Regions from separate parts of the Macaca mulatta genome. Here region 2 is linked to region 1. The links are chromatin contacts, called in public Micro-C maps. All regions are on one chromosome and are shown on one strand. Each heading gives the region's core, a stretch centred on a gene start, on an enhancer-like site or on the middle of the called end of the contact. The rest is flanking DNA. Distances are from core to core; before and after follow the strand shown.

The links. A called contact is a pair of places that touch in the nucleus more often than the background predicts.
Region 2: a contact with region 1 is called in a Micro-C map of CD4 T cells, with 8 times the contacts expected there. The contact joins the promoter of ZNF397 here to the promoter of ZNF24 in region 1. A contact is called at or near these places in 7 of 14 Hi-C or Micro-C datasets (CD4 T cells, blood, cortical neurons and 4 more).

The regions. Positions count from the first base shown.
Region 1 is chr18:57,126,372-57,130,618 of T2T-MMU8v2.0, reverse strand. It overlaps ZNF24 (zinc finger protein 24), which reads right to left and starts at 1,453. Exons shown (of 4, transcript NM_001266015.1): 1 at 1,380-1,453. LOC106994480 (a long non-coding RNA gene) reads left to right here and starts at 2,671. Exons shown (of 2, transcript XR_003724482.2): 1 at 2,671-2,766; 2 at 3,397-4,247.
Region 2 is chr18:57,242,485-57,246,854 of T2T-MMU8v2.0, reverse strand. It overlaps ZNF397 (zinc finger protein 397), which reads left to right and starts at 2,241. Exons shown (of 4, transcript NM_001261310.1): 1 at 2,241-2,270; 2 at 3,545-4,039; 3 at 4,299-4,370. The coding sequence starts at 3,626. LOC106994479 reads right to left here and starts at 2,264. Exons shown (of 4, transcript XM_077974936.1): 1 at 2,050-2,264. The coding sequence starts at 2,245.

The DNA of each region.
Region 1 (4,247 bases), core at 204-2,703:
AGGCTGAGGCGGACGGATCACGAGGTCAAGAGATCGAGACTATCCTGGCCAACATAGTGAAACCCTGTTTCAACCAAAACGAAGGTTTGCTTTATTTTATGTGCTTAAAAAAATTTTACCACTTAAAAAATAAGGTATTTAAGAACTCCTTGGACTTAAAATATATGTGGAAAAAATGTTCACTTGCTGAGTAACAGATCACATAATATTGAAAAGATCATATGTGAAAAACAGATCACATATTTTGAAAAATTATCTTGCACATAATACGTAAATATTCAGTCTTCCACCACACCATACGTACATTTATATTTATAATGATAGGCATTAATCACAGAAAATTCTATTAAGAAAAGGCACTCGCATTAGCACCTTAACTTCTTGCAGTGGTCCAGTGTCTTGTCCTTACACTGGATGACTCACAGTTTCCCCAGTTCTACCTTCAGGGAAACTGTATGCTGTTTCTGGACCTTTATTATTTGCACTATCATGCCCGTGCTGTTGTTTACGACACATACTAGCAATGAGCCATGCAGCCTATGAACAACAACTTAAAAAAACTTATCGTAACCCAAGCAAGATGAAGACTGGAATCAGAAAAGGCCTTATCAGACAAGTAATACATACTGGTTTAATTAAATACCCTGGAGTGTGGTGGCCTTATAAATAAGGTCTAGCCAACATTGATTTGTTCCTATTCCAAGACCCTGCTTATCAACGGTGCAACTATTTCTACATATATTTCTCTTCCTTTCATGCTGTAGAGCATACTGCTTGTGGGAAATGGAGGGAAGGCCAACGGTCCCGACAATGTTTGGTCAGAGCACCTCGTTCCAGGTGATCGCCCACCTTACTGCTGCATAGACCTGCTGTGTACCCCGATCCCGGCCAGTCCTCTAGCCCCTCTTCCCAGCACTCAGGACGGCGGATTTCACATGACCAAAGACCACCCTGTGACAACAGCGTCGGAACCACGGCACTTCCGCCTGCGGCCGGTGGGACTACAAATCCCAACAGCCCCGCGCAAGTCTCGCCCCATACCACCTCCTCCCAACACGACTCCCAGAACCCTCCGCGAGACGCCAGGGCCTCGAAATAGAACAAAACCGGCCGGTGGGGGAGGGGGAAGGTGAGGGTCTCGGAGGACACCGGGGGTTAGAGAGCACTCTGCAGACGCCGAAGACCCAAGCAAGCCTGCCGCCTACCTCTCCCCGCCCCACAACTGCTAGGCGCGGAGAGCGCGGCCTGTTCCCCGCGCCTCCCGGGAAGCTGAGGAAGGTCCCGGGAAGGCTTCCCCGCCGGCTCCTGCTAAGAGGTCCGCAGACCCTAGCCCGGTGTCCCCCTCCCTCCCATAACGTTCCCCGCACACCGGCGCAAACCTCTGGCTCAGGAACCGCAGCAGCTTCGCTGTCCACGGCAGACGCAGAAACACCGTTCACAAGCCTTTTCCCAGAAGCCCCCGGCACGGGCTGCTTCCGGTCTGCGGGCCTGAGGAGGCGGGGAGAGGTAAAGCCCACGTTGCCATGGAGAAGCTCCCCGGGCGGGGGAGGGGCGGCCCCACGACAATGACCGCATTGAGGCTGCGCTTGGCCTCGCGCCTCGAACAGCCTAGCGTCCTCTGGACCGTTTAAAAGAAAAGTAGAGGACTCTACCATTAAGATAGTCCTTACAGTTTCGCAAGCCCTTTCACGTGCATTATCTTGTGGATCCTCTAAGTAATTCCCTGCAAGAAGGAATAAAAGCGAGTATTTGTGAAAGCTTACTACACTGTGCCAGGCGCTCTCGTCGTGCTTTACATGTCATTTATTTTTTCACAAATAAATGATGTAGGAACTTTCATTATCCCCATTGCACAGCTGAGATAGTTGAGGCACAAATACAGTAAGTAACTTGACAAGAGCTCACAACTCATTTGTGGGTAGCAAGATTTGAAACCAAGACGTGATTCAAATCTTTGGCTCCCACTAGTTATGTCACGGAGCTTTATTCTGACCTATTTGTCAGGAAAACTAGATGAGACAGGTTAAGGGTTTTGGCAACGATGTCACGGTGAATTTGTAGAATGCATGGTCATCTTCAAGCTGGGCATTTTATACCATAAAACAGCTGCTGACGCAATCATTTATTACAAATCAGACCACTTCACTCCCCTATTTAAAGCCCTCCAATTTATGCCATAATAATTTATGACATAAAAACTCCTTATAATGTCTTGTAAGTCCCCCATGGTCTGTTGCCTGCCCGCACCCCCAGACCCTGGCGCCCCCAGTCACCTCAGCTCTTCAGCTCCGTGTGGCCCAAGATCCTCAGCCTCACCGCCAGCCTTTCATGACACATGACCCTTCATGGCACTATTATTAATGGAAGTGATCTCATTTATTTACTTGTTTTTTGTTTTGTTTTGCCTTTAAGTCCCTTAAGGGCAGGGACCTTGACTGTCTTGTTCACCACAGCATCCCAGCCTAGACCCAGGAAGCTGACTGCCTGGTAAATAGAGAACACAATAAATGTTTGTTGAATAAATAAATGAATTGTGGGATGGTTACATTGCTGCCTTTAGTTAGGTCACATGATTGGCATCAGACACCACACAAAGGAGCCCTGTTGTTTAAGGACTGGTCAAAAGTGTAGATCCAACCTAACATAAGCATTTCAAGTTCCTCAGGCTTTGACTTTTTGCCTCATTCGGGAAAATGCCCTCTGCAAAGTGCCGTCAGGCTCTGCTGGGTTCGTGCATGAAGACAGCAAGTGAGCCAGCAGCTGATGGTATACCATTGCTTTTCACTCCGACCAGAGCCTTTCTCACAACCCGTGCTAACACTTCTCTCTTCATTGCAGGAAGCTTCAGAAATCCAGCCTTTTCACTCTGCTACTTGGATACGGCCCCCAAGCAGCTTGGCTGCTCTTCCCAACTTTTCCCTCTTTTCTGATTCATAAAGGCTAGCTGAAGTCATTTTTGTTTTATGAGTTTTTACATCTAATTAGTGTTGGAAAACAAAAATCTCAAACGAAACCTTGGGGAAGTTAAAAATGTTGCAAAGTTTTACAAAACCCTTTTCCTGTGATTATATTCTGTTTGTTTCTGTCACCCAGGATGTAGGGCAATGGTGCAATTTTGGCTTACTGTGGCTTCGACCTCCCGGACTCGGTGATCCTCCCACCTCAGCCTCCTGAGTAACTGGGCATTTTATACCATAAAACTGGTGCTGATGCGATTATTTAAAATTACAAATCAAACCACTTCACTCTCCTAATTAAAGGCCTCCATTTTATGTCGTAATAATTTATCTTGAAATGCTTGTGGAAGGCTGGACTTACACTTTTGACAAGTCCTTAAACAACGGGTGTGCTCCACCATGCCCAGCTAATTTGTTTGTTTGTTTGTTTGTTTTTCAGAGATGAGGTCTTCCTATGTTTCCTGGACTGCTCTCCAACTCCTGGGCACAAGTGACCCTCCTGCCTTGGCCTCCTAAATTGCTAGGATTGCAGGTGTGAGCCACCGTACCTGGCCTCCATTCTATTCCTAATTCCTTCTAAAATACTACATGGAAACCACAGTGAGGTTTTCCTCACTAAGTTACTCTTTTGAAGGCAGACGCTAATAACACCTGCTTTGAAACACCATCCTTCTGAGGTCCTCTGGGATTTTTTCTGAATGGTGGCCCTTGTTGCCATCTTAAAGGTCTAGTCAAGATAAAACATCATGTTCCTCTGGACAACCTGAATGGAGGGGGCAGCTTCATACCAGGGCCTGACAATCTTGCACATATCCACATAGACCACATAGGCAATGCCTGAACCACAGCTGATCTGAATCTTGGCAGAACACCTTGGTATCCTCCCAGAAGATGAGCGCAATGAGAGACTTGTAAGCAGCTCCTGCAAGGCCATTTCCCACTCAGCTCTCTGTCTTCCAAAGAGACTGTCATGAGGCAGTTTCTCATTGCTTCCCGGGTTCCAGTGAGCCATTCTGCCTTAGCCACTTAGAGTACAGCCACAGGTTATAACAAGGCTTAGCTGCAGCATGGCATTGACCCCTCAGCAACAACGTGTCCACAACGTATGCTGTAGTCATCCAGCCCCTTCTGTTTTGGTGTCATCATTTTGGTATCTGAGACAACAGCTCATGGAGAGCTGGCACTTGCTTTTGCTTTTAATGTCTGTGTAAATAATAATATGTCTAAATTCAAAAAGGGCTCATTTCTTTACCAGCCAAATCTTTCAACCTTGTCTTGATACCAAACATC
Region 2 (4,370 bases), core at 992-3,491, 120 kb before region 1:
ATCATTTTAGGACCATAAAGCAAGCCAGATGGGAAAACAACACACTTAAAGATGGCAGAGCCAAAAGAAGAAAGAAACTTGTGTCCTTGACAATATTGTCCAGATGCAGAAGTAACCAACCCTGGGAATGATTTTATCTCCATGCATCTAGCTATTAGGATTTGTTTTAAAAAGGCTTAAACAATAAGGACATCTAGTAAGGTTCCTGTTACTGCAGCCAAAAGCATTTCAACTGATATGCCTTCTCTCTTTCAATAGTCTCACTCTTACGTAGTAGGTTTCTCAATATAACAAGGTGTGTTAGGTTAGATGCAAAGATAACTGCCAAAATTTCCTCCTACGATCAAGCCGCGTAATGTCTATTTCCCTTTTCCACCATTCTAGTCCTTCTGTCATGGAATACTGCAGAAGAATATAATGCCAGTTCCAGACTCAGGCTTTAAGAGAATTAGCATCTTTCCTCCTCCTTCACTCTTTTGGAAGCCAGTCATCATGTAAGAAAGCTTGGGCTAAACTCCTGAATGGAGAGAGGCCTTGTGGAGAAGAATCAAGTAACTTCAGCCAAGAGGCAGCACCAAGACTTCAGTAATGTGAGTTAAGCCATCTTGGACCTTCCACCCCAGTTAAGTGAAGATAGCTGACACCTCATAAAGCAGAGACTAGACATCTCCGCTAAGCCCTGCCTGAATTCCTGGCAACAGACCTGTGAGCAATAAAACATCTGCTGTTTTTAGTCACTAAGTCTCAAAGTGGTTCATTATGAAGCAATTGATAATTTATAAGCAAATTAATATTTTTTTTTGCTTTGTAAAATTGCTGTAGTCATTTCACAATGATAAAGAATTATTTAGTGAGTCACTAATAGCTTTGAATGGTAACGAACATTTTTTCTCAAATATGTGTGTTTTAACAGTCTTGGCTGACAAAGGAGAATTTGTTTCTATGTGTGTATGTATCGCTTTGTTATTATCCTATGTACTTTTTAAAATATAACATTTTAAATATGTAACATTTAAACATGTAAAATGTAACATTTTAAAAATAAATACAAATAAATGGGAAACAATTTGCAACAAATGAGTTGCTATCCTTAATAAGCAAAAAATTCTCACAAAGAAAAAAGAAAAATCTTACCCCCTTAATTTTTTAAATGGGAAAAGCCATCTCTGAAGAACCACAAATGGTCAATAAACATGAAGGGGGACCATCTTAAGCTCACAAAGTTGAAACATGAGGCATCATTTTTCGCCGACTAAATAACCACAGAAAAATTTAAACAGTAAGACTTAATACCAACTTCCACTGAAGAACGGGAAGACCCTGAAATAGGCTCCTGGAGTCTATGATACCAGTCTCCTTGAACTATGGGGACGTGGGCGTCCCTGGTCACAAGTTGCCTGACTTTGGACAATGTCTACGGCTGTAAATTGGGGACTATATAGCCACAGCACAAAGCTGTTGTAAGGCTCCAGTGATACTCATAGGCAAGAGCAATATAAGTGACTGTTAGTTTTTGTTCAGCCTATTTGCGTTTACTTTTGTCAGAGATCTCGGAAAAGAACTGGAATCACAGGAAAATCTTAATTTTTTTTTTGAGACGGGAGTCTCCCTCTGTCACCCAGGCTGGAGTGCAGTGGCGCGATCTCACCTCACTGCAAGCTCCGCCTCCCACGCCTCCCGGGTTCACTCCATTCTCCTGCCTCAGCCTCCCGAGTAGCTGGGACTGCAGGCGCCCAGCAGCACGCGCGGCTAATTTTTTGTATTTTTTAGTAGAGACGGGGTTTCACCGTGTTAGCCAGGATGGTCTCGATCTCCTGACCTCGTGATCCGCCCGCCTTGGCCTCCCGAAGTGCTGGGATTACAGGCGTGAGCCACCGCGCCCGGCCGAAAATCTGAATATTTTAATAGAAAATTGGGAGTGGGATTCGGGAATTACTCGACACCAACAATCGTGGGTGGCGCCGGGAGAAAGCCAGGGTGGCGACGGCCCAGGCGGCTTACGGGGCCCCTGAGTGCCGCCCCTCACAATGACCCCGACTCCTAGCTCACCCTCGCCTGGGCTTGGAGGTTCCGCCGGGCTAGCGGCCGCCGGGAGAAGGCAGTGGGACCAGTTGATCCCGCGGCTCTGATTGGCTACCTGAGAGCAAGGGGCGGAGCGGCGGGGAACCCGGCGCGCACGAGAGCGGAACACTGCGTACGCGCACTTCCGGTCTTTGTGGCTTGCCGCTCTGGGTCGGCGGCTCATTCCCTGGCCGCTCCTGGGCTTCGCGGTGAGGGATTTGGGCCCCTAGGAAGGGGGAGGTGGGGTTAGGAGCGCGGGCCGGACAGTGGAGGAGCCCCGCTGCTCGGCCTGCCCATCCCCAGGTCCCGGCCCCTTGGCTCGCGCGGCGTCTCCAAGCGACTGGGGAACTTAGAGGAGGCCAGCACTCAAAACCCTGCTTTCCAAAGGAAAACGCAGTTCCCCTGACCCCGTGACTTGGCAAATGCTGCGGGTTTAACCAAGGATATAAAAATAGAAGTGCGAGTTAGTGCAGCCTAACTGGTTAATAAACCTTAAATTTGTAGGCTAAATATGCTAATTAATCTCTAACGTTAATCGTAGTGTGAGGAATGAATTTTACTCATCTGTCCTGACAAACTAAGGGCATACACTCCTATCGATATCTCGCCATCCTAAAATCAGGTCAAGTTTGGTCTGTTTCACAACATTTAATACAATAACTATTTGTTACCATATTTTGCTTTTGAACATTTTTACTCCTGGGATATTCTAGGCTTTTTCAGAACTGATACTGATCTTTTTGCTGCTTTTGTGTATGTGGTACCTATTATGTTTTTGAACACGTGGTAAGCATTTTACAGATACGTCTTTGTTCTTGGTCAATTCCTCAGTAGACTCATTTATTCATAAGCAAAAACCTTAACCTAATGCTCAGTAAGTGCCTCAGTGTTTGTTGAAGTAATTTGGTAAACACCAAATGTGATCAAATGACAAATACCCAATATTTACATCAACTCATGTTTAATGTGAACTTAAAAAAAAAAGTTATTATTACCTTAAATGAAAATCAACATTACTTACTTTAGATAGAAAGTAACTAAAAATAAACGTTTAAAATCAGTATTACTAAATTCTGCCTAAATATTTTTACCCTTGGAAGTCTGATTCTGAAGCCTATATTTCATTTAAAAGAGAGTTCTACAAGTTGTATTAATATATACATGTTAGAGATAAATTTTTCTCCTTGATACAATCAGAATTAAAAGAATTGGAAATTTTCTCACTATGTGATTGATGTTAATGTTGCATACACATTCTTTGGCTTCTAAAATAGTTTTTTCTAACATTAATGGTAGGAATTCTTCATAATGGGAGACACTGATTGAGGTTAATGATTTTTAGTTTATCATCTCATTGTTTTATTTAGTGATAGCCCCAAATCTGCTCCCTTTCAATGTATTACTAAAGTTACTCATCTTTATTATTACAAGTTTTTAGAGATTTTATTGATTGCTGTAAGTTAACTGCTTTTATATCCTTCAGGAAAGAAGAGATTACTCACACTCCTTCTCAAGCACTGAACCCAGTTGTACTGAGCTTTTTGCTAAGCTGTTTCAGCCAAGAATGGCTGTGGAATCTGTAGCGATTTCAACCCTGATACCGCAGGATCCTCCAGAACAAGAACTAATACTAGTGAAAGTAGAAGATAACTTTTCCTGGGATGAGAAATTTAAGCAGAATGGGAGTACTCAATCCTGCCAAGAATTGTTTCGTCAGCAGTTCAGAAAGTTTTGCTACCAGGAGACACCTGGGCCCCGGGAGGCTCTGAGCCAACTCCAAGAACTTTGCTATCAGTGGCTAATGCCAGAGTTGCACACAAAGGAGCAGATCTTAGAACTGCTGGTACTGGAGCAGTTCCTGAGCATTCTGCCTGAGGAGCTGCAGATCTGGGTTCAGCAACATAATCCAAAAAGCGGCGAGGAAGCTGTGACCCTGTTGGAGGATTTGGAGAGGGAGTTTGATGACCCAGGGCAGCAGGTGGGAACAGAGAAAAGTGATGTGTTGTGGGAAAAGGAATTTACAGCCTGGAGCATGTAATGGTATCATAACAGTAGGATAAAAATTTTTATGTCTCTACTGAAGCCTAACCTGAAGTGACTAGTAGAGCCATACTTGTCTATACCCTTGAATGCTCTTTTCTCCCTGGAGATGTCATCATTGACTTCTTTGAGATTTTTACTAAGCAAGTTTTCCTAGGGATTTTCTCACAAAGCTAACCATATTTTCCTGATTTCAGGTCCCAGCTAGTCCACAGGAACCAGCAGTGCCATGGAAGGATTTAACATGTCTCAGAGCATCCCAAGAGTCA